Linked DNA regions of Mus musculus: regions 1, 2, 3, 5, 6 and 7 are each linked to region 4. The links are chromatin contacts, called in public HiCAR-type and promoter capture Hi-C maps. All regions are on one chromosome and are shown on one strand. The core of a region is the stretch at or near the end of the contact, and the rest is flanking DNA. Distances in the headings are between cores, read along the strand shown.

The links. Promoter capture Hi-C pulls out the DNA fragments that hold promoters and counts their contacts. HiCAR-type assays count read pairs that join an accessible place to other places. Capture Hi-C pulls out chosen DNA fragments and counts their contacts.
Region 1: a contact with region 4 is called in a promoter capture Hi-C map of liver, with 3 times the contacts expected there. The contact joins the promoter of Ap2a1 here to the promoter of Cyth2 in region 4. A contact is called at or near these places in 2 of 39 promoter capture datasets (liver and pre-B cells) and 2 of 9 other capture datasets (adipose tissue and liver).
Region 2: a promoter capture Hi-C map of liver shows a contact between it and region 4, with 3 times the contacts expected there. The contact joins the promoter of Akt1s1 here to the promoter of Cyth2 in region 4. A contact is called at or near these places in 5 of 39 promoter capture datasets (hematopoietic stem and progenitor cells, liver, neural stem cells and 1 more), 4 of 484 Hi-C or Micro-C datasets (CD4 T cells, CD8 T cells, cortical neurons and 1 more), 10 of 115 datasets of contacts at active chromatin or transcription factors (CD4 single positive thymocytes, astrocytes, bone marrow-derived macrophages and 6 more) and 2 of 9 other capture datasets (adipose tissue and liver).
Region 3: a contact with region 4 is called in a promoter capture Hi-C map of adipose tissue, with 4 times the contacts expected there. The contact joins the promoter of Prmt1 here to the promoter of Cyth2 in region 4. A contact is called at or near these places in 6 of 39 promoter capture datasets (cranial neural crest, erythroid cells, liver and 2 more), 1 of 484 Hi-C or Micro-C datasets (CD4 T cells), 4 of 115 datasets of contacts at active chromatin or transcription factors (embryonic forebrain, memory CD8 T cells, regulatory T cells and 1 more) and 2 of 9 other capture datasets (adipose tissue and liver).
Region 5: a promoter capture Hi-C map of adipose tissue shows a contact between it and region 4, with 3 times the contacts expected there. The contact joins the promoter of Fuz here to the promoter of Cyth2 in region 4. A contact is called at or near these places in 3 of 39 promoter capture datasets (hippocampal neurons and liver), 1 of 484 Hi-C or Micro-C datasets (CD4 T cells), 2 of 115 datasets of contacts at active chromatin or transcription factors (astrocytes and thymic regulatory T cells) and 3 of 9 other capture datasets (adipose tissue, liver and macrophages).
Region 6: a HiCAR-type map of astrocytes shows a contact between it and region 4, with 3 times the contacts expected there. The contact joins the promoter of Ptov1 here to the promoter of Cyth2 in region 4. A contact is called at or near these places in 2 of 39 promoter capture datasets (hematopoietic stem and progenitor cells and liver), 1 of 484 Hi-C or Micro-C datasets (cortical neurons) and 5 of 115 datasets of contacts at active chromatin or transcription factors (astrocytes, double positive thymocytes, embryonic forebrain and 2 more).
Region 7: a contact with region 4 is called in a promoter capture Hi-C map of liver, with 2.1 times the contacts expected there. The contact joins the promoter of Prr12 here to the promoter of Cyth2 in region 4. A contact is called at or near these places in 2 of 39 promoter capture datasets (both in liver), 1 of 115 datasets of contacts at active chromatin or transcription factors (embryonic hindbrain) and 2 of 9 other capture datasets (liver and pancreatic islet).

What each region holds. Positions count from the first base shown.
Region 1 is chr7:44,928,164-44,931,524 of GRCm38.p6, reverse strand. It overlaps Ap2a1 (adaptor-related protein complex 2, alpha 1 subunit), which reads left to right and starts at 2,035. Exons shown (of 24, transcript NM_007458.2): 1 at 2,035-2,245. The coding sequence starts at 2,179. It also overlaps a transcript of Tsks not described here.
Region 2 is chr7:44,847,629-44,850,764 of GRCm38.p6, reverse strand. It overlaps Akt1s1 (AKT1 substrate 1 (proline-rich)), which reads right to left and starts at 1,541. Exons shown (of 5, transcript NM_026270.4): 1 at 1,417-1,541. Tbc1d17 (TBC1 domain family, member 17) reads left to right here and starts at 1,686. Exons shown (of 17, transcript NM_001042655.1): 1 at 1,686-1,916; 2 at 2,231-2,329; 3 at 2,424-2,495. The coding sequence starts at 1,896. Mir707 (microRNA 707) reads right to left here and starts at 1,066; the gene lies at 994-1,066.
Region 3 is chr7:44,984,505-44,987,779 of GRCm38.p6, reverse strand. It overlaps Prmt1 (protein arginine N-methyltransferase 1), which reads left to right and starts at 1,360. Exons shown (of 10, transcript NM_001252476.1): 1 at 1,360-1,497. The coding sequence starts at 1,462. Gm15545 (predicted gene 15545) reads right to left here and starts at 880. Exons shown (of 2, transcript NR_045266.1): 1 at 410-880.
Region 4 is chr7:45,812,859-45,816,047 of GRCm38.p6, reverse strand. Cyth2 (cytohesin 2) reads left to right here and starts at 1,732. Exons shown (of 13, transcript NM_011181.3): 1 at 1,732-1,950; 2 at 2,892-3,039; 3 at 3,135-3,189. The coding sequence starts at 1,932.
Region 5 is chr7:44,894,368-44,897,748 of GRCm38.p6, reverse strand. Fuz (fuzzy planar cell polarity protein) reads right to left here and starts at 1,670. Exons shown (of 11, transcript NM_027376.3): 1 at 1,387-1,670; 2 at 1,081-1,202; 3 at 750-834; 4 at 420-488; 5 at 125-229. The coding sequence starts at 1,497.
Region 6 is chr7:44,867,995-44,871,107 of GRCm38.p6, reverse strand. It overlaps Ptov1 (prostate tumor over expressed gene 1), which reads left to right and starts at 1,440. Exons shown (of 12, transcript NM_133949.2): 1 at 1,440-1,757. The coding sequence starts at 1,587.
Region 7 is chr7:45,051,682-45,054,749 of GRCm38.p6, reverse strand. It overlaps Prr12 (proline rich 12), which reads left to right and starts at 1,416. Exons shown (of 14, transcript NM_175022.3): 1 at 1,416-1,954. The coding sequence starts at 1,869. Prrg2 (proline-rich Gla (G-carboxyglutamic acid) polypeptide 2) reads left to right here. Exons shown (of 7, transcript NM_022999.1): 6 at 103-231; 7 at 553-1,146. The coding sequence ends at 571.

The sequences.
Region 1 (3,361 bases), core at 786-3,285, 880 kb after region 4:
ACAACGACAACAACAACAAAACCAAAGCCAAAAGCCTGTGAACTGGGCATAGTGGCACACACCATTAATCCTAACCGTATGGAGTCAGAGGTGGGAGAATCTCTGTGATTCCAGGCCAGTCTGGTGTACATAGTGTGTCTCTGTTTCAAAACAAACAAGCAATATCAGAACAACAGCTACACAAACAGCCTGGACATGTAGGGGAACAATGAGGTTCCCATCTGTGTGTGAGGGGCCTGGAATTAAAGGCTTTTCTTTTCACCCAGAGCTCAATAACTCCTCTTGTCCTTACCAGGCTACAGGAGCAGAGAAGCAGCGAATAGGAAGATAGGCTAATTGGAGACAGACTTTGTATATATTCTTGCTACATTTTATGTCTCCTCTTCACATCCCTCCTAGGACGATTAGTCCAAACATCTCTTGCAAGCTGTATCCTTAAGTATTTTATGAAGTCTCTAATACTTAGAAACTCTTTAGGAAATAGACATCTGATTTTGTGACTTTTTTTTTTTTCCAGTGCTGAGGATTGAACTCAGCATTTGGATGTAATAGTCAAGTACTCGTCCACTGAAACAGGACTCAGTCCCTCACTGGGGGATTCAAGGCAGGAGGTTTATATCTGAGCCACACCCCAGCCCCTCACTGGGGAGTTCTAGGCAGAGGCTCTACCTCTGAGCCACACATACACCCATTCTCTCACTGGGGGATTAAACGTTACATCCTTAACCTTTTCTGTTTTTGAGACAGGGACTCTCCATGTAGTCCTGGCTATCCTGGAGCTGTTTACATAGATCAGGCTGGCCTCAAACTCACAGAACACTACCTTCTATTCACAAGGACTCAGTGCTGCCTCTTCCTAGGTCCCAGGACATAACTACCTTCTAGACCCATTCTGGGGGTGTCAAATTAGAAAAGCCTGTCAGGGGTGCCGTTTTGTTCATGGGGATAATAGACATGGACTCTCCCAAGTCCCTTTGCCCCAAATTTCTCAATAACCCCGGGCATTGGTGTTCTGGGGGCTTTGACTTCCCTGCAACTAGTGAACCATAGAACCTAGGGAGTCGGAAGCAAAACAAACTGACCCAGTCCTCAGCTGTGGCTTTAACTGGCTTTTCCTTGAGTGGTTCTCCAGAACTGATGGAGGAAGCAATTTTGATCTTATGACCATTATAGGCAGATTGTCTTCGGTACTGGGGTTTAGGGAGGAAAAAAGAGTAACCTATATTGAAAAATGTTTAAAAACCAAAATAGTAATCCCAGTTTTCCATTTTTGAGCTGTAGTCTTGGGGAAGCCACTCAATCTCTTTGGACCTCAGTGTCTATGGTAACAATCCTTAACCGGCAGTCCCTCCTCTCATGGATAAGAGGTTTGCAGACAAGTCAAATTTCCAGGCGTTGTTTTTAGGGAAGGGAATGCTCCCGAGGCCGGGGCTCGGGAGTGGAGACCGACTGGGAAGAGGGAGGCGCCTGCGTAGTGGACACCTCACGGTCTACCGCCTCGCCCAGCCCCTCTCTGCAGCAGGGAATTGCAGGCATCGCTCCACCTATCGCAGTTCAGCTAACTGACAGGGCTTCTTTCTCCTTCCTTCTCTACGGATCGTCGCCCTTTTGCCCGCCCCCCACAACCGCCCCTTCGAGGGCGGAAGTATGACGCTTCCGGCGAATCGGCAGAGCCTTGCGAAGAGCAATCTCCTCACCCATTGGTCTTCTTTTCCCGAAGTTCCGCCTCCTTCGGCCTCTTACATCCCGCCCTACTGGCGCGGAGCTGGTAGTCCATCCAATTAGCGTTGGTCTCGGCCGTTCAGGGGGCGGTCCCAGAGTGTGTCATCGAACTCCCCCGTCTCTAGGGCAACGCCCCCTGCCTCCCTGCTCCGAACGGAAATAGCCCGGTACTGCACCAATCATCACCTGGTGTCTTTACTATTTAGCCAATCAGAGAGAGAGGAGGGCGGGCGTTCTATTGTGAGCGGCAGGGCTCTCAGCTAACAAGTGGCGTACGTTCCCGGATGACAATCCGTAGGGGCGGGTCTGAGGCGGGGCGTCGGCCTGCAGCCAGCCCGCCGCTAGCCCGCCCTCCCCCGGCCGGCTCCTCGGCGCCGTCTGGGGTCCTTTCCGCCCGGTGCCGCCAGCCAGCCCCGCGCCCGTTCGGCCAGGCTTGGAGCCGAGCCCTCCGCCATCATGCCGGCTGTATCCAAAGGCGATGGCATGCGTGGGCTCGCCGTGTTCATCTCCGACATCCGGAACTGTGAGCTCATGACCGGGGCCCGGGGGTCACGCGGCGACCGGGCGGAGGGAGCAGGGAAGCGCGGGGGTGTCCTCCCGGGAAGGACCAGGATGGCGCGGGCGGACGTGGCGGGAGGAGGTGGAGGGAATAGGGCAACGGGTTAGGTAGGTCATTCAGTGCCATCTCGAGCCTAGATGGAGGAAATCAGGGACGCAGAAGAGATGGGAGGCGGGCAACCACCTAGGGCCAGGGGCCAGAAGTTGGGGAACTGCCCAGGAACCAGAGATGATATAATTGGGGACAGCAGAAAGACCAGATATAATAAAGTGGGAAGACAGCAGAGGGACTCGAGATGATAAAGTGTGTGTGTGTGTGTGGGGGGGGGGGGGGATCAGGGTAACCAGAGATGATGAAGTGGGGAGATACCAGAGGAATCAGAAATAGAAATGGGGTGACAGCAGAAGGATAGAGAAGATAAGGTGGGGGACAGCAGAGGGATCAGTGATGGAAGTGGGGAAACTGCAGAGGAAGCAGAGATGATAGGGTAGGAACAACACCATAGGGCCCCCAGATGATAAGGTGAGGACATAGCAGAGAAACTAGAGATGATAAGGTTGGGGGGACAGCAGAAGGACCAGAGATGAAGAGGTAAGGGACAGAGGACCAGAGGATGATGTATGAAAAGACTCTACATGGAAGATTGTGTAAAAGACATGGAAGGCACCAGGTGTACTTGTGCAGGCCTTTAATCCTACTACCTCTGAGACACAGGTAGGCTGATGATCTCTGTGAGTCCATGACAGCCAGGGTTACACAGAGAGACCCTGTCTGAAACAGCTAACGTCCCCCTAATCCCCCACCCCCAAACAAGGACAGCATTGAAGAGGCTACATGTAAAAAATAAGGGACTATAGTATAAAGTCTTGGGGAACCTAAGATACCAGCAGGCTCTGGGAAGGTATCACAGAGTGAGTGTTTATGATGGAAGCAAGGTATCTTAATGCTCTGTGAGAAGAGCTCTATCAAGCTGGGGGAGGGGAAGTTTGTACCCTGAGGAAGGGAACAAGGCAGGCCTGGATCCAAGCCTTTTTTGGCTTATTACAGCAATATGAGGACCATAGTCCCTTCTAGGAAGGG
Region 2 (3,136 bases), core at 292-2,791, 970 kb after region 4:
AAAGTGACTGATCCAAGATGACACAGCTTCGGTCCTCACTTTCGTGAGGGCAAAGAGTGGCAAGTCTCAGCCTCTTTGCACGAGATCTCGGGGGCAGCCACAGCAGCAGTGTCACCGAGTGAATGACTTGTGAAGGCGGCTGGAATGAGGGCAACTTACTCCAACCTCCTAGGCCTATGGCCTCCTATGAGGCAAGACTCTGGGGCAAACCAGGAAGGGGGAGCTGTCCAGCGGGAAGGTGCAGGCCTCCCAGGACAGTTGTGAAGAGAGATAGAAAAGAAAACGGCCGCAGCACGGGACACGGTGCGGGACGTCCAAGAAGGATCCTACCACCGAAGTGAGGCCGCCGACCAGGGCTACACCACGCCCGCAGCCCAGAGAGGCCCCTGCTCTAGGAACACAACAGGAAATCCCGCCCCCGGTGGGGATCGGGACCGGAAGTCCCGCCCGGGGCGCCCCCTCACCCACCCGCGACCCCCAGCACACACAGCCGTATGGACATGGTTCACCGCCAGCGTGAGGGTTCCAGCCCGTCGGCACCCCCGCAGTGAAGCTCGTCTACACTTCGTCGCGAGTCAGACACATGGGGTTGAGCGTGAGCTCTTTCAGCAGTCGGCCAGGAGTCGCAGGACGATCACTGCCCCCCTGACCTATGCAGTCCATACCCTTCCCACGGGGGCTCGCCCTCCCACTGCCCCTCAACCTCAGGAAGGCCAGACCCTCCCCAAACCCCAGCTCACAACGCCGCCTCCACTCACGTGCCCGTAGCCAGCATGGCCGGCCAGGCGCCGTCGCCGCCCTCAAAAGGCATGGCGGCTTCTTGCGTCATTTCCGTGTGGCTGCCCCTCCTCCATTGTGTACACTCCCCCTCCCTTATCCTGCATGCCTCAAATCAAAATAGCAACTAGAAGCTCCGTCGGCAAGCCGTGGGCAAGAGCGACAGCAAGGGTGCCCACGGATGGAAAATACGGCAAAAGACTTTTGCTACTGTTTCGAATTGCCCGCAACAACTATGACCGCATGCCCATGCTCACACAAGCGTAGGCAAGCGGCATGACTGCATGCCCATGCTCACACGCAAGCGGCATGACGTCCCTCGTTCGTATTCAACGTCTGCTCCCGTCCCGACGTGGCAGTTAGTATGGCTTCATATGCCTATAAAGCATATGGACACTTCCTTCCGTCCACACTAGACCCCCTCCTCTAGGCCCTCGCTCGTTCCCTTTAACACAAAGCTGGCAAAGATTCAATATGGCAGCGTTTCTTGCTTCGGTTTGCCCAGTTTCAAGATGGTGGTGCAGTCCTCTTTCCACGGTGACTCAGAAATTTGGGGCAGCTTCGTTTCCAGGAGCACTGACGGCTTCACCCTTTATCCCGAGCCCCTCAGCGCCTCTGGTGCCATACCGCTTCTCTCACCTTTTCCTCTCTCCGTTTCGCTTTTCCAGCACCCCGCCGTCGTGCCCCGCAAAGAGATGGTAGTGCCCCGCATTAACATGGCTTCCACCAAGCCGCTCTGGTTTGTCCTCGAGAAAAACGGCACAGTATTGGCTTCGATGCCAGTATAAAATATGGAGAGGGCCAAGGAGGCGTTCCCGAGCGATCACGAGTTGGGCTGCGAGCATGGGTCCTCCTACTTGTTTACTTCGTGGCGAGAGTGGCGCAGTGCGCCTGCGCCGTCCCGCTGACCCTTGCCAACTTTGCGTTCTACACCTCGTGACCTATGTCTTCGAGTTTCTACTACCCTGTTCAAACAGATGGTCTCACCCACTGCAGCCTTAACAACCTCGGGGACGCTACCACTATCTAGCCTGGAAGGGAGCGTTATTTTTCCGGATATGACACCAAGTTGACCCGGAAAAGGAGGAGATAGGGGCAGTGGAACCTCCGCGGCGGCAATGGAAGGATCCAGCTACAGGGTAAGACTTTGGAAATCATTCCCTCGCTCATCTACAGGAGACGCCCCCCACTGATGGTCCGCTTCCACCTTCTGCTGTGCAGGGATTAGGCCGAGTCAACTTAGCAAGCACCAGCTTCTAGTTACGATGCTGTTGTCACTCTCCGCAGTCCTTAGGGAGAGCCTCCCTTAGCCCCGCCCCCTGGAAAACGCACGCCCATCTGGGGTGCGAGGCGGGACTGTAGACTCGCCACGCCCCATCTCCGCTTGTCAGTCAGGGGCTCTAGACCCCGCCCCTGGGGAAAACGCCTCCCTTAGACCCTTGGCTTTCACTAGGTGGTGTTTGAAAAGGGAGGCGTGTACCTGCACACCAGCGCCCGGAAACACCAGGATCCAGACTCGCTCATCGCCGGCGTCATACGAGTGGTGGAAAAGGTGGGCCGGGATGGAGGTGACATGTGTGGGAACTTCGAATTGAGGGATGAGGGGCATTCGGGTGACTCTACTAAGTCCTCCCCATGTCCCTCAGGACAGCGACGTCTTTCTGCACTGGGCTCCGGTGGAGGAGGCTGGAGACCCAACCCAGATTCTCTTCAAGAAGGTAGGCGACTCGCTCCTCTTCCCCACTCTAGTGGAAGGCAGGGAGTACTCGGGAACCTGTGAGCCTGTTTGCTTTCTGAAATGACCTAATGCCATATCCTTTTGGCTCCTTAGGGGACCCTGCTGGGTTCAGACTTCTCAAGGGGTGTGGCCTAGTTTTGGTCTGAGGCAGCTTTCTTTCCTCTCTGTTTGCTTTACGTTTATTTATTACATTTATTTATTGTGTGTGTGCATTCACATGCCACGGTGTGGGTGTGTGGAGGTCAGAGGATAACCTGTGGTAGCAGGTTCTCTCCTTCCACCGAGTGGGCTCCAGGGTTGAACCCAGGTTGCCGGTTTTGGCAGCAAGTCCAGAACCCTCTCACTAAGCGCAAAGATTTAGATTGTGTGGGGTGTGGAGGGGGTGTGAATGTGTGAGCATGTGTGTGCACTACCTGTGAGTGCATGCAGAAGACAGCACTGCAGACACATGCTGGAGCTTTGGATGGTATGTGGGGACTGGGATCTGAACTCTGGTCTCTGGGACTGTACAGTAAGCCTTGCTAACTACTACACTATCTTTCTGGCCATAGATGACTTATTTGCTTATTTGTGTGTGTTCTACTCGGAGGGGTCATTCATTTCTCCTTGTGGGTTCTCTGG
Region 3 (3,275 bases), core at 111-2,610, 830 kb after region 4:
TGAGTAAGAGGACAGCCAAGGATACACAGAGAAACACTATCGAGGAAAAACGGGAAAAAAAGGGGGACCATATTGGCTGGGCAAGATTTTCATAGGCCTTAAATCTCAGCACTTGGGAGACAAAAACAGGTTGATCTCCACGGCGAGTTCCAGGCCCAAGGCACAGTGAGAATCAGTCAAACAAAAGATCTACCAGATTGTAAGTGTTGGTCTGCAGCAGAGGGTAAAGGTGCTTGCCGCTAAGCCTGACGACTTGTGTTCAATTCCCTACACTCACATCGTGGGAGAAAGGACTCCTGTTCATTGCTTTGTGACCTCCATACGTGCAAGGCACACACGAATGCATGCTCACACTATACAAAGTAAGTGTTAGGCGTTGGAAGGAAACAGGTCAGATGTGCTCGCGTACCTTATGCGGAAGCTCCCACTGGAGGGCTCATACGGGAGTTTAAAGGATCTTATGTTTGGACCATAGACTGGTGGGACTGAAGGCAAAGGGAAGGTTCACGAATCCAGCAACTGACATCCATCCTCAGGGAAGGAGTAACTTTCTGCAGATTCAGGGAAATTTCCTGGAAGAGGTGGCGTCCGAATTGCCGGTGATTGACGTGTAGGAGTTGGTCAGACAAAGGACGCTGGGTGTTTCCCGCAGAGGACCTGGAGGCCACGAGGAGGCCACAGGTGTTCAGAACTTGGCGCCTTCCAGCACAGGGGTGGGAAGCTCACAGCGAATCATGGCTGGTTTCGGAATCACAGACTAGAATGCGCCCTCATCCACGTCTCAGGAATTGGGGTTTTCCCTATAACTTAACGCGCCCACGCTCCCCAGTTCCTCCAGAAAACATCCAAGACCGGGGTAGGGGGTATGGGGGAGAGGAATCCACAGAATGGTGATGATTGACATTCCTAAGAGCCAGTTGCTGCTGCCCAAAGCTCTGCCTGCTTCCTTATGGGCCAATGGCCCCTCTTCTTCTAGGCCTGTCGCTTAAACAGGGTGGCGTTAGAGCCGCGAACGTCACCTTTGGCTCAGCCAATATCAACGAGGGAGGAGGGGATTAGCTTAATGATAGACAAGTCAGTTTCTAGACGTCCGCTTAGCGCGGAGCCCGCCGGGAAGCTCCAGGGCGGAGCTGGCCAGAAAGGGGCGGGAAGATCTGGTGAATTTTACCCAATCGTCACACGTGCTGGGTGAGACAGACAGGCAGTTGTTCTCTTCCTAGCGGACAGGAGGGGGCGGGCCTTTAAACGCTAGGGGGGCGGGCACTTTATGTTTGATAGGCGTGTCTGTCATCCAATTGAAATATGAAGCTCTCAGATGGACGGCTTTACAGACCAATGAGAACTTATGGCGGGGTATCGGGGGCTGGGCTGAGGACCCTCTGGTAAAAGGCGGTCCCCGGTCGAGCCGGGGGGAGAAAAGAGAGAGGGGGGGGTCTCGGAGGCCGGAGGACTCGGGTGAAGATGGCGGCAGCCGAGGCCGCGAACTGCATCATGGAGGTGAGTAGCTGGGCTCTTTAGGCCCGGGGGCGGCGCGAGACGGGTGGCCCACGGCCTGAACTGTGGGGACGGGGCCTTTTGATGTGCCTGGCTTCGCGTTGGTCCGCATCGGGGGATGTGTTCGATCGTGACGGGAGAGATCTCGGCTTTCGGTGCTTTGGGACCCGCAGCCGAGCCGAGGACTGTCGCACGTGGTCGCGGGCCGGGGGCGCTTCCAGCCGGGCCGCACGTGGTCTCGCAGAGTAGCGTGGGGAGGGGGGTGTGCCGCCTCGAGGGGCCCCGTGGGCTCCACGTGCAGGACAAAGGCCCCGCCCCCAGCCCGATGACCTGGGCTGCACTCAAGGGGTCCAGGGGTTGCCACCCGCTCTCCCTGGCTCGGCTGTGGATGTCCATGCAGCCCGGGCTCTTTGCACCCGCGTGGGGCCTGAGAACATCAGTCCCCAGCCTCCCTTTCCCCAACTCTGTGTTAGCCTTGTGCAGCGGGGGGGGGGGGGGGGGGGGATGGGCATAGCCCTGTGACCTCTCTTTAAGGAGATGGTGGGGAATCTCATCCGAGGAGATCCGGATCCGTCGCCGGGCACCCCCTCGTGGTCACTATGGGCGTGTGAGAGGGGCGTCTTTTTTCATGGGGCGTGGCCCAAGCCCACCCCTTCATGGGAGGGCCCTCGGGTGGATGGATAGTCAGAGGTCAGTGGTGGGGGATAAAGGAGTTCGGATGGCCATGGGCCTTAACCTCCACAGAGCTCCATTTTTACCAACTTGAATGTGGCAAGGGACCCCTTTTTGAACATTTCCGCCTTTTTGCCTAATTTCCCCCCAAAACAGAATGAAATTCTAGCATCTGCCTTGCTTACCTGCTTATCGTTGATTGTTCGATCCTAAGCTGTATTCCTCAGTCTACTTTTTACTTAGTTTAATTAAACAAATGTGCCTGAGCCTGGCGGTGGTGGCGCACGCCTTTGATCCCAGCACTTGGGAGGCAGAGGCAGGCAGATTTCTGAGTTGAAGGACAGCCTGGTCTACAGAGTGAGTTCCAGGACAGCCAGGGCTACACAGAGAAACCCTGCCTCAAAAAAAAAAATGTGCTTGGCCTTGAACTCACCCTGTAGCTGAGTATGGCCTTGAACTTGCCATTTTCTTTTGACTTCTGAGTAGCTCATCATCAGGCTTGTAAGGCAGGTCCTAGACATGGGTTTCAAGCTCTCTTCAGTCATTTGTCAACCTTCTGGTGTCCGTCTGTACTATTGAAAAAGTGGGGCCCACGTGGGAATCTCACCTCCCAGGCTGTGGGGAGCTGAGAGCTTGGTTAGGTTGTGACGTTTCTCTGGAAGCCTTGGGTGGCAGTCATTGATGGTATTTAATTTGATGGGGCCCATACCTCTTCAAGTTCTCTGGAGGGGAAGGTCAGTTGCTGGGAAATCTGCCATAAATAGGGATCAGTTAGCCTACAGGGTCACTATGGTGACCCTGGGCCCTGGGACTTGTGGACAGAGAAAAGAAAAGGCTGTTCCAGTGTGGGAACCCAGGTGAGGTGGGGAATGGGCTGGACCCAGTTTTCCAAGGCATATATGATACCTCCTCAGAAAGGCAGGGAAACCAAAGAGGTCAGGTTGCCTCTGTGTGTTGGTGTGGGTGTGAGTTGGTGGTATGCCTGCTGCTTTGGTGGTGTGCTACGTCTCTCTAATGGAATCCTCTTAGGACAGGCGACAGCACCCTTCCCTTCCTACCCCTCCCTCCAGTTTATTCATGGCACTTCAGCCTGGCATGTGTGTCAGGAA
Region 4 (3,189 bases), core at 483-2,982:
GGGTATATCCACTGTGAGAAGTGGAGGTGTTCACAGGGGGAACCCTGTCACTGTATGAAGGCCCCGGAGCTCTGGCAGGGTACCTGTATTTCTGAAATTGTGGGTCTCTGTTCTTGGCCTTTACCCATTGGTGCAGCCGCCTAAGTGCTCAGCAGGCTGAGGGCCAGCCTCAGGGGAGTTGCCAGAAAGCAGAGGTGTCCTCACTCATGTTCCCTACTGGGAGCCAGCACCATCGCTGGCACTGGCTTGCCTGAGTGCTGAGTCCACCCATGCCCTCCTCTGGTTCTCATCTTGCTTTATCCTTCAGAATCCCCAGTTAATAACCGGACAGGATTAATTAGCTGGCAGCTCTCCCACCTCCAAGTCCAGGGCAGGGACTGGGAACAAAGGAGACCATGGCGGAGAAGGATGCTAAGTTGGTTGGGCTGAACAGGCAGGGACATGGGATTCTAATGAAAAGAGAGAACTGGGTAGAACTGGTGTACCCAGGGTCTCCAGAAGAGAAGGCATGGGTCACGCCAGTCGTAAAGGTCACAGAGGGGATTAGGAGGCTCCGTGACTAATCCAGAGGCTTACCCAAGTCCTGGCCCAGAATCCGCCCCCACCTGAGCAGCTCAGGGACACAAATGAGGACAAGACCTGGAAGCCCCATCATGGGCCTGGGATTTACAAGTGTGCCGGAGTTCCCCATCACACAGGCCCCTCACTGCTTTCCCTGTAAAGAGGAGAATAATGTGTGGAGGAATGAGTTTAAGAAGAGCAGTGAGCCGAGCAGTGGTAGCGCACGCCTTTTAATCCCAGCATTTAGGAGGCAGAAGTAGGAGGACTTCTGAGTTCGAGGGCAGCCTGGTCTACAGGGTGAATTCCAGGACAGAGAAACCCTGTCTCGAAAAGAAAAAAAAAAGGGGGGGGGGCAGGAGTGTGGGAACTGAAAAGGTTGGGTGGAAGGAGGACTTTAAGCACAGGGTCTTGGAGAGTTGACAGAGTGCCAGGCAGAAGATTCTGAGGAAAAAGGGGTGTCTTGGGAGAATGCCTGGGGAAGGCAGGATTTTAGGAAGAGGAAGCTAAGAGGGAGAGTTTAGGAGGAAGAGTCACCGCGCATTCACGGTACCCAATACCATAACATTTGGAAGAAAGAATGCTTTTATTTACCATCCTTTGATTCTGAGGAGATTTGAGGTATGTAGGAAAGTCTCATGTAGAGGTATGAAAAGGGTTCAGAGATAGCGACCTGCAGAGAATTACCCTGAGAAAGGAGGCAAAAAGACCGACCTGTGTGGCTCGCAGTTGCTTGGCAACCACTGCGGTCAAAAGCTAGCGTGGAGGGCCAGGAGGTGTGGCTCGAGCTGCAACCCAAGGTTGAGACCCCGCCCTTGACAACAAAACTAACAAAGCACCGCCCCCTAACAACGAATGCCTGTTGGGGGGGGGTGGAGGGTTAAGTACCGCTAGTCTGGCTTGTGCGCAGGCGCAATCTCCCCTCTCCATGAAGCCACACCTCCTGGTCACTTCTTTATCAATTTTCTTATTGGAGGATAAAGCTGCCAAGGATTTTCCTTTGTTTCGGGGGCGGGACCGAGCACACTACCCACAGTCCGATTGGTCAGGCTAGCAGTCTATCGCCAGCTGTACGTGCCTGCATCTCCTTCTTGTGTGCCTATTGGTCCTGGAAATGATCCTGTGGGGCTAGGGGGCGGAGCATTCTGGGAGACCCGCAGCAGATTGGGTGGTGTCAAAGCAAGGGGCGGGCCCCACCGGCCGGGCGGTTGGGCCGTGAAGGGAGAGTCTTTTCGGCGCTGAGGACGGGCGCTGAGGAGGCGGCGGTGGCTCCTGGGGCGTTTGAGCGGGCTCACTCGAGCCCGCGGGCCGACGCGGACGCAGGCCCAGCCGGCGGAACCGCCCCGGACTCCCCGCGGGCCTTCCTAGCCGCCATGGAGGACGGTGTCTACGGTAGGCCGGGCGAGGCGGGCGGGCGGGCGGAGCGGCTCCCGAGCCCCGCCGCGGACAGCAGGGCAGTGGCGAGGCTTCTTTCAGCGCGCGGGACGGGCTTCCGGCGCGGTCGAGAGCCGGGGGTCCCGGGCCATTGTTTGGGCCGAGCCCGCTTCCGGCGACGGCGGGCGGGGCGGGGCGCGCAGCGGGGCGGGGCGTACACCCGCGGGAGCGGCGGCCTGGCTTTCTTCCTGCGGACCTAGGCTTAACGCCGTCCTTTCCGACCCTGACCCAGGGTCCTGCTGCCGTAGCTTGTTTCTACTGTGTACCCCAGATCCAGGCCACGTTGTCCGCTATGGCGGAACCAGAACCTCGTTTCTTTTCCAAGAAATGCACCCAAGATTCAGGACCCCCAACTTTCCCATCATGATGGAGCCAGAATCTGGCCCCCTTACGAGAAATGCACCCCAGGTTCATGCTAGGATCCCTACAGTGGTGGATCCAGAAGCCAGAGTCCTGGTGTCTTTCCAAGATTTGCATCCGAGATCTAGGACCCCAAAGCCCTTTTGATGATGAAGCCATGAGTCCAAGGCCCTGTGTCCTTCCAAGTAATGTTTCCAATATCCAAGCATCCTGTTCTACTGTGTTGGGACCAAGGAGCCAGGGCTTCCAAATAAAGCATCTAAAATTCAGACTCAGGAGTTTCTAATTGTGGTGATGGGTCCAGAATCCCAGGGACTGGTTGCCTTTCAAGTAATTGGCCCAGAAATTCATCCTCAGACCTATGAGCTGGGATTCCTAGGCACTTCTGACACAAACTCAGGACTCAGTTTTACTCCCTCTCCTCAGACTTCTGGTACCCATTCCTCTTCTGGACAGGAATCCAGGCCCCCAGCCCAAATCCTTTCTCAGGATGCAGGAGTCCTGACCCCCAGAACTAATTTCTTGACCCTGGTCCCCAGAGCCCCCAGACTTGACTCCAGAGGAGCGCATGGAGTTGGAGAACATCCGGCGGCGCAAGCAGGAGCTGCTGGTGGAGATCCAGCGCCTGCGAGAAGAGCTAAGTGAAGCTATGAGCGAGGTGGAGGGTCTGGAGGCCAATGAGGGCAGGTGAGGCCTGTGGGCACTCATGGGACATGGGGCTTAGCCAGGGCCCTGGATGCTCAAGCATCGGCCCTTGGCTGCTCCCCACCCTGCTTTTGCAGTAAGACCTTGCAGCGGAACCGGAAGATGGCAATGGGCAGGAAGAAATTCAACATG
Region 5 (3,381 bases), core at 421-2,920, 920 kb after region 4:
GGTTCCAGGTAAAACTTGATTCCAGGATGATAAGAGGGAGTTAGGACAATGTCCAGAGAAAGAAAACAAAGGAAGGCTGAGCAGAACCGTGGGGACACAGTTATTTCTATAGCTGCCCCAATACCTGCATGGCAGACCCCTCTGGAGGAATGACACAGTCCACACACTGGGTCAGGTCTCCGATGAGTTCTGAGTTCCCCAGGAAGCTGTCGATGAGACAGTAGCTGGCCTGGTAGAGGAAAAGAGGCATCTAGGACCCACGTAGGCCAGATCAGCCCAGAAAAACCTGAGGCCAGCTCCAGGATTAAACAAGCTCTTCAAGAACCCATGGGCTTTCCCTATGCATAGTGGGAATTGTAGTTCCAGACAAATGGGCACGACTTAGGGATCCTAACGTCACTCACATCCCACAGCCTCACCCTCAATTCTTTCTTCAGTCTTTCTACATTCCGGATATTGGTCAGCTCCTCAAGTCCCACAATGAGAACCTAGAAGAATCACATAGGACAGCGGGGTCCTTAATAGGATCTAGTCAGAGAGGACAGTATTTGAATGGGTGTTGAGAGGAAGGCCAGGTCTGGATCCCTGTGTATGAAGGTGGAGGTCGGGCTCCTGGACTCCTAGGTATGAGGGAAGAGGGCTGAGGTCTGGATGTCTGGGTGTGAGAAAAAAATGCAGGTCTGGACTAAGGAGAAGAGGCTGGGGGTGCAGCTCTCTTGAGTTTTGGAGAAAAAAGGGCCCAGTCTCACCATGGCCCCAAACACCATGTGGAGCATTCTTTCCAGCCTCAGCTCAGAGGTGCCCTCCTCAGATGACAGAACAATGAGAGTGATACTGTGGGGAGGAAAGAAGAGAAGCAAGAATGAAGTAGAGGTCAGGCCTGGGAAACGGAGCCAAGCGCTTCAGCGTCTCTGGGCTATTCCTATGCTGCTGGCTACATTCTGCTGGGAACGCAGGGATCAGAGAGGGTGAGTAGCTTATCAAAGATTCCCACAGCCAAGTCACCACTGGCAGGACTCTGGGGTCACCTAAGCCAGGAACCACTGCCCAGATCTTGTTCCCTTGCTCCCGCCAAGGGACCTGTCATGGAAGTTCTTCCACACTACGGTTGTGTCTTCCGTTCTTGCAGAGTTCAGTTGCACATCCAGATTCTGGCCGAACATGTGGACTCCATTGAGAGAGCCGATGACAGAGAAAGGAAGCTGAAGAGTGGGGAAGCATTGAGACCTCACTGTCCCACTTTGCCGTCTCCCCACATCCCCCCAAAGTTCTTCAGGAAACCAGGCTTATTAGTCCCCTAAAGGCTCCGAGCCTCTACTCCCTGCACGGTATGCCATCCCAGCTTCCCAAACCCCTTATTTAGACGAAGGAGTCGAATGCCCCCACCTGTTGACGGGAGGGGGCGCCGCCGCTGCTACTCCGACAAAACAGGGGAACCCCGCTAGAGGCTGCGAGGCACAGCAGATGCACCGGGCTTCCCGGCCCCTCATCCCCCATCTGGAAGCCCGCACCCGACAAGTCACCCCCCTGGAGACTCTCGGTGTGGATCTAGGAGCATGCGGGTAGTGAAAGCAAGTCGGCCTGCCGTTTGGAGCCGCCAGAGGGCGAGAAGCCGGATGGCTAAATTCCTGCCTTCATCAACTCAGCCCCTCCAACAGGATTCTTTTTCCGCCCCGGCCGGAAGTCATCATGACCCTAACAAAGATGGCGACAAGTATTGCTTGCCAAGCGTTCAAGTTGTTCCTGGACAGCTTCACATCTTTTGTATAACGAGAATGAAGAATCTAGTTTGAAGATGGTGATGGTGCTAAGGTGTTGCCTACAAACCTTCATGTGTGCTGTAATTACGTGCTAATTTTTTTTTTTTAAACAACTGGTTGAGGATGGGGACAGTGCTAAGGCACTGCCTGGCAACTGCAGCGTGGCCTTTCATTCCATAGTGGGAAATACCCTGCCCCAGTCAAAGATGGCCGTATGCTCAGGCGTTGCCTAGCAACTACCATTCACAATAATTTCTGTTTCAAAACTCCGAACCGCTGTGCCACCGTCTCCCTCTCATTTTTTCAGAATGGTTTGATCCAGGCAGTGTTGCCTAGTAACCACCAAATGAGATGGTTGTTTTTGTTATTAGTGAAAGGCAGAAGAGAACCTTTTCCAAAATCATGAAAACCACGTAATTTCTGTAACGAATTAATGCCAATGATGGTGTATCGTGTCGAAAGGTAAAACACGGAAAACTTTGTTCCATGCAACAATAGAAGTTAGCACCGAGGTAGCAAGACAGATTTTCACAGATATGATCACTGTACTATCACTTCCAAAGCTTTCTTCCAAAGGATGGCTAGGAGCCAGGGAGATGGCTCAGCACATCCCAGGGCTTGCCATGAAGACCTGAGAAGCTTGTAACCCCTGGAATCTTCATGGTAGAATAGAGAGCTCACTCCACAAAGCTGGCCTCTGTACACATGCCATGGCACACGCACTGTAAGAATCAAAATTTATTTTCTAGTTTAAAATAGTATGGCTATTAAAATAGTATGGCTACAGCTTCGTGTCTTTATTTTCTACTTTCTGGGTGAGTTGCAGCCTTTAGGCCTGGTTGGCCTGGAACTCAGGGTAGCTGTTTGGCCTGGAATGGCGAATGCCAGCCACTCTCTTTTTCTTTGCTTTCCTTTCTTTCTCTTTTGCTTGTTGTTGTTTAGTGTATTTTTGAGGTGTGGTCTCATGTAGCCCATGCAGACCTGGGACTTGCCATGTGTCCTTGAAATTCCGATTCCTTTTTCAACATCTCAGTCTCCTTTCTTTCTTCCTTTCTTTTTTCTTTCTTTCTTCCTTTCTTTTTTTTTTCTAGATTTATTTATTTATTTTATATATACGAGTACACTGTAGCTGTACAGATGGTTGTGAGCCATCATGTGGTTGCTGGGATTTGAACTCAGGACCTTTGGGAGACCAGTCAATGCTCTTAACAGCTGAGTCATCTCTCCAGTCCAGTCCAGCCCCCATCTCAGCCCTTCTAATGTCTTTTTATACTCTGTTTGTTTGTTTGTTTGTTTGGTTTTTGAGACAGGGTTTCTCTGTGTAGCCCTGTCTGTCCTGGAACTCACTCTGTAGACCAGGCTGGCCTCAAACTCAGAAATCCACCTGCCTCTGCCTCAAAGGCGTGCACCACCACTGCCCGGCTATACTCAATTTTGATAAGTGCAAGGAATTGAACAATTTTTTCCACCGACAAATATTAGATTTCTCCTTCTGTATTTTAAATGATACAATAAAACAAAATAATTTTTTGAGACAAAATCGTGCTGTGTAGCCCAGGCTGGCCTTGGTCCTTATGCTCAGTTCTCCCATGTTGCATTGCTACACCCTGCTGAGTTAGCA
Region 6 (3,113 bases), core at 191-2,690, 940 kb after region 4:
CTGTGTAGCCCTGGCTGTCCTGGAACTCACTCTGTAGACCAGGCTGGCTTCAAACTCAGAAATCCGCCTGTCTCTGCCTCCCGAGTGCTGGGATTAAAGGCGTGTGCCATCACGCCCGGCTTCCCGTACCTTTTAATTAATGCCTAGTGTCACTACTCAATCTCTATTATTATTGTTTATTAATTATGAGACAAGGCTGTCGTATTAAGTCAGTTGCCCAATCAGGTTTTGAGCTCACTTTGAAGTGCAAGCAGACTCTGAATTATGTGCACATGTGACACAGGACTTGTGTGGGGCTCAGGGAGCACTTTGTAAGGGTCTCTTTGCTCCTCCCACCATAGGGTTTAGGGAAATTGAACCCAGGTTGTCAGGCTTGGTGGCAGACAAGGACCAGGTGACCTCTCTTGCTGCTCACCTTCCAGTTTAGCTTTTTAAATCAATTATAAAACACGAGATTTTTAAAAAGCCAGCCTACTGCCAGGACATTTGCTCCAGGTGACAGGCATCATAGCTTGGGTGTGCTGTCAGGGGCCTGATATAATTTGGTTAAAGTAGTGTATGAATCAGCAAGGAAGAACAAAGTATAGTCCAAATAGGTTTTCTAGTTTAAAAGAAGGCAGGAGGGAACTTCTCGCATGCAAGAGGCTATAAATTCAAACCTCAGCACCCTATATATAGTTTAACAGCCACGTGTAGTAGTGCACACCCAATTAAAGGTGAAGACAGAAGGCTTAGGAGTTCGAGGTCAGCCTGGGTGCATAAGCTAACACTGCGTAAACACAACGCCACTTACATCGAGCGCAGATAATCTAAGGCTGGATAGTATCACAGGTTAAAAACAAACGGAAGCAAGAAATGCCACTGCACAGTCCTTTCAGATCAAGAACGTGATCTGGGTAAGGCAACTGCTAGAAGGCCCAAGCAACAGTGGGCAGACCCTGGACAAATGGGCCAGCAGCTATGCTGGTCACGCCCAGGCTGCGAGAGACCCGCTGGAAGTTGTAGTCTTTTAGCCACCTTGCCACGTCACCGCCTCCAAGAGGCAAGAACGCCTGGTTCCTACATCTACCCCTCAGTCTGGTGGTAGGTTCCGTCGCGCCACCCATTATCCTGTCTACCGCCTTCTGTCCCTCCAGCAGTGAGGACTTGGTATTGTCTCACCAGCTCGAACTCTTGTAGCACAGTTTCTCTCTTGTCATTTCCAAGTCTGAAACCCTCCCTCCCTGACCTTCTTGGTTTGCTCCAGCCACACCCCCTTACAGTCCTCCATCCCTGTTTGTCAGCGCTGGCTCCCCAGCTCCATAGTCTGTTGGTTAGCGCCGGCTCCTCCTCTCCCCGGCGTTGGTCCCGGCTCTCCCTCTTCTTCCACGTTGGTAGGCGCCAGCCCACCCCCCCCGCATCTCCCCCCAGCTTCGCGTTGGTTGGCGCCGGGCTCCCCTGTTCGCTGCAGTGGTTCGGCCGCGGCGACCCCTCAGCGGCGCGTCCCCCGCCGCGGTCCCGCTCCGCTTCTCCCCGAAGCCGCGCGCCCGCGCCTGTCGGTCGGCGGACCCGCAGCCCCCCGTGAGGCCCACGGCCTCCCACCCGCCATGGTCCGCCCGCGCCGTGCCCCGCACCGCTCCGGCGCCGGGGGCCCCCTCGGAGGTCGTGGCCGGCCACCGCGGCCCCTGGTCGTCCGCGCCGTGCGCTCACGTTCCTGGCCTGGCGGTCCTCGAGGCCCGCAGCCACCGCGGATCCGGGCTCGTTCGGCCCCTCCCATGGTGAGTCCCACGGCCTGTTTCCAGAGCCTTCCACGCACGCCCCGCCCCGCCACCCCTCCCCTGGCGGGCGCCTTTGTCCGCAGCGCCCACGGGCCTCCCGCGGGAGGGCGCACCCAGGGGTCCGGGATCAGTCCTTGATCGGCTCTGGGCGCTCCCCTTTGTTGCGCGGCGGGCTGGGCGGGGGGCGGGGTACGGAGGCGGGGCGGGTTCGAATTACTGCTGACTGCGCGGCCGGCTGCACACGCGCGCGGGGGGCGCCTGGGGTGCACGCTTGTTTTTCCAATTGCAAAGTTGGTCCTCGGCCTCCGGGTCTGGAAATGCGCGAAGCGGCCGGTGGAGGAGCCCGGCGCTTACACGCGCGCCCAGCTGTTGCTCGCGGGGGCGTTGTCCCCCGGGGCCAGATGGCGATTGTGGACAGTCCCTCTATTTGCATACCCGCCCGCCCCGCAGCTAGCCCAGACCTTAAGCCTTAAGATAAAGCTTAAGGTAAATATTCAGCTCTGTAAGTTCGTGGGGTTGTCACCTTTTTGTCCACTCAGTAAACGTGCGCGCACTTTCTAGAAACATTGAGATTTTCTTGGGGCAACAAAATTGCCCCCATTGTGATGGTGGACTCGTGGCCACACCTGCGCATGCTTGGCCAGCGGTAAGCTATTCCCTGGCGTGGTACTGACCACTTCAGACTTCTGACGACGTTGTTCTCCGAGGAGCTGAGGCGGGTCTGTCGCCTGGATCACCTGAGGAACGCAGACACACCCCTCGCTGTAGTACAGCCTAGGCTTGAAGTTTTCTCTTGGTGTTGGGAGCCCTTCCTGGGGTCCTCATATGTGTCCCTTTTCTACAAATGTGACTTGGCTCTGGCCATGCAGTGCGCAAACAGCAAATCAGGCATGCGTAAACACGAACTTGGCGCTTAGTGGGCTTCATGTTCCTAGTTTGTTTCCCTGCTGTTGTGGGCATACAGGTGTTTTTGGGTGCAGGCAAACACACAAGCCTCTTAATGGTTATCCCTCACCCCGCACTTGAATAGTTTTGGATTTTGTTTAGGTTCCTAAGTGTGTTTGCCTGATTTTCACCGACTGTGTGGTGGTGTACATGCTGACACTTGTAGTGTCTCACTGCACACCCAGCCCAGGCAGCCAGTGTGCGGATTTGCTGTAATCCTGAGGGCTTGGGTCTGCAGAACCATCAGGAAGGCCCCTCAGCAGTGAAGACCTAGGCTCTTCTGCTACTTAAGTCACCGGGAGAACTTTCTGGTTTGTCATCACACCGGGTATAAAGGACTCACGAGCTTTAGCAGAGAGCAGAGATGCGTTGGTGACAATCAGAAGGGTCTCTGGCCTGGAGTGTGTCTAG
Region 7 (3,068 bases), core at 167-2,666, 760 kb after region 4:
AACCTGGGTCCTCAGCAAGTTCAGCAAGTGTTTTAACCGCTGACCCCCTTGTCTCCAACTATAATGTAGGTTTTATACTAACCACACTTTTTCTGTTTCCAGGACCGGGCTCATCATCCCCTTGAGTCCTCAGACGCCTCAATCTCCACCCTTGCCCCCAGGCCTTCCCACCTATGAGCAGGCTTTAGCAGCCTCCGGGGTGCACGACGCACCTCCGCCCCCTTACTCCAGGTATGAGGCGGGGCTTCTGCCTGGGTGGTGCCAGAGGGAGGGGGGGGGAGAGGCAACGCGTGGGAGGGGCGTGTCCCCAAGGGCAGGGCTTGGTGCTTAGGAAAACCTACATAGGGCGGAGCTTGCAGGGGAGGGCGGACCCTACGCAATTGTCTATAGGGGCGTGGATCAGCCTTGCAAGAGTGCAGCTTTTGAGGAAGGTGGGGCTTGTGCCTACAGGATTGAGGATTGGCTGAGGCACCAAGGGCGGGTCGGTGTAGGCTCGGTGGAGGGGGCGGCTGGGATGTTTGACTCTGCACTCCCAACCCCCATCCCCGATAGCCTCAGAAGGCCTCACTGAAGACCTGCTTGCAGCGCGGGCTCCCTGAACTGTGCCCCTGATTCATAGCGGATTCCGGAAGTCGCCAGCTTCTTCGACGACTGGGCTTCAGTGTGTCCGTGGGGGAGTCAGGGTCGTCGGACCCGAGGTCTACCATGACACACGTGTTTCCGCCGGGCACGCATACACGCACGTCCCTGACCATCCTGTTGCCGAGTTGGTGCCCCCGGCCCTCCAGTGACCCCCCCCCACACTTCGTCTGAGCAGTGGCCCTGCCTCAGAATGGGCAGACCTTTTAGGAAACTCGGATCAGACGTGACTCGGCTGTCACTCCACTGGTGCCGCGGGGCACGTACGCGCAGGGAACCAGGCCCTTGCACACGCCTGACTTCGTGTATTTCCCCAGTCGGGCACATGGGCGGTTTGTAATCCAGTATAAAGGTGGGGGGCGCATTTGCAATGTGCTGTAAGCGGGGTGTCACGCTTGTGTTGCACCCGGGTAAATGGAGTTGATCTGAGCTGCCCTCTGCTTAAAAACCCTTTGGGAAAGGAAGGGGGGATGGAAGAAATAAAAAATTGAAACAATGAGAAAAAAATAAAAATGCAAAAGAACTGAGCCCCCTTTCTGGGCGCATTTGCGCGCGGTGGAACTGAATCTCTGTGTACAGGCGCTGTGCCCTACACCCCCAGGCTCCGCTGGTGCGCTCGCGCTCACTCGCTTACCCCCCCCCCCCGCCTCCCAGGCTCCGCTAGTGCTCGCTCGCGCTCTCTCTCTCTCTTTTTTTTTTTTTTTTACATTTGCACGGGATTGTGGGAGGAAGCGGAGCGCAGCCAGACACCCCGCCGCCCGCCCCCCTTCCCCTCCCCCCTCCCCCTGCCGCCTTGTGCAAAGATGGCTGCACCGTGAGCGCAGAGGAGGAGGAGGTGGCGGCGGCGGAGGCGAAAGAGCGAGCACCCAGCGCCCGCACCCACTCCGGGGCCGTCCGGGACGCCCCCTCCGGAGCGCGCGTCCCCTTCTCTCTTGCAAGCGCCGGGGCAAAGGCGGAGACAGCGGGGTCCCTCCTCCCCCCTTTCCCTCCTCCAGGGGGAACCCCCCCTCCTTGGCTCAGCGGCTGCACCCCTCCTTTGCCCGCCCCTCCGTCCCTGCCCCCTCCCTCCCCCGCCCGGGGCCTTCCCGGGCCTTCGGTGGCCGCAAAGAAAAAAAAAGAGAAAGGGAGGAAAAAAAGCAGCGGAGGGAGCGGCGGCGGAGGAGAGCGCGCGCGCTCCCCCTCCTTTCCCCCTCCCTCCCCCTCCCCCCAATTTCCACCGCGGCCAATTCATGGACAGGAACTACCCCAGCGCCGGCTTCGGGGACCCGCTCGGCGCCGGGGCGGGATGGAGTTACGAGAGGTCAGCGAAAGCTAGGTAAGGAGCTGAGGGGGACCTAGAGAAATGGGCCAAGAGGTGGGGGGATTCCTGCCTGGCCTGGGCCTGGGGCCCGCTCGGCAACGCGTGCATCGCCAACTCCCCCTCCGATTTTTGCAAGGGAGCGGCCTTCTTTGGGTTTGTAACAACGCCGCCGCCCCAGTTTGCAAATTGCAAACTCCGCCAAAGCCAGCTCCTGCTTGCAAAAGAGAGAAACGAAGCAGGCAAGGCGCAAAAACAAATTCGAACCGGGAAGGCCTTGGGAAGATGGGAAGGGTTGGCGAAGCAAGGCCTGGACTTGCCCCCCATCTTTGGATTCCCGGCGTGCTGACCCCTCCCCCCGGGCGCCCCTGGCTCTGCAACTGCAAAGGTGGGAGGAAAAGAGAATCAGCTCGCAGACCTGGGGGGCTGCACCCCCTCCCAGGTCCTATTGTTCCGGGGCTGCAGGAGGCCGGGCCACTCGGTCCCTCCCCCCTCCAAGAAATTCCCCGCGCAGAGTGGGCAAGGGGCCCCGCCCCCTTCTTAAACTAGAATTCTGTGTGTTTGGGGGGGTCCTGAGATTAGGGACACGCCCCCTTCTGCTCCCCACCTTGCTCAAAGCTGTGAATCCTGGTTGATGGCGCGCTGTTTGCCCTCTGGTGCAAGGCCACGGATTTGGGCCCTTTCTGGAACAGAGTCGTGTCTCTTCCCCGTTTGTGTTTGTGTGTGTGAGCGTGGGCCCTGTGCACGCGTGGCTAGCCGCGTGTTCACCCGTGAACCTGCCTCTTGTAGTTTAATCTGTGTCCTCACTCTTCACCTGCCCTTCACCCTCCTCCCCCTCCACACTTAGCTTTCCCCAGCGTGTATAAATTTTTAGAGTGGGACTTCACACTCGGGACCTTTTCTTTTGCACGGGTGAATTGAACTCCTGTTTGTACACGCATCTGGCTTCACTTAGGCCGGTGCATTTGAACCTCAGCCCCTAGGGATGCAACGAATTCGTGTCAGGACTTGTACCTGGGACTTTCCCTGTGTCCTGTCCCCTCCCCACCTTCTCCCCTTGCCATTTGGGACACAAGCTACCTCCTGCTCCTGGCCTGGCTGGATTCCTTTCCTAATTCAGGGTCCGTGTCGT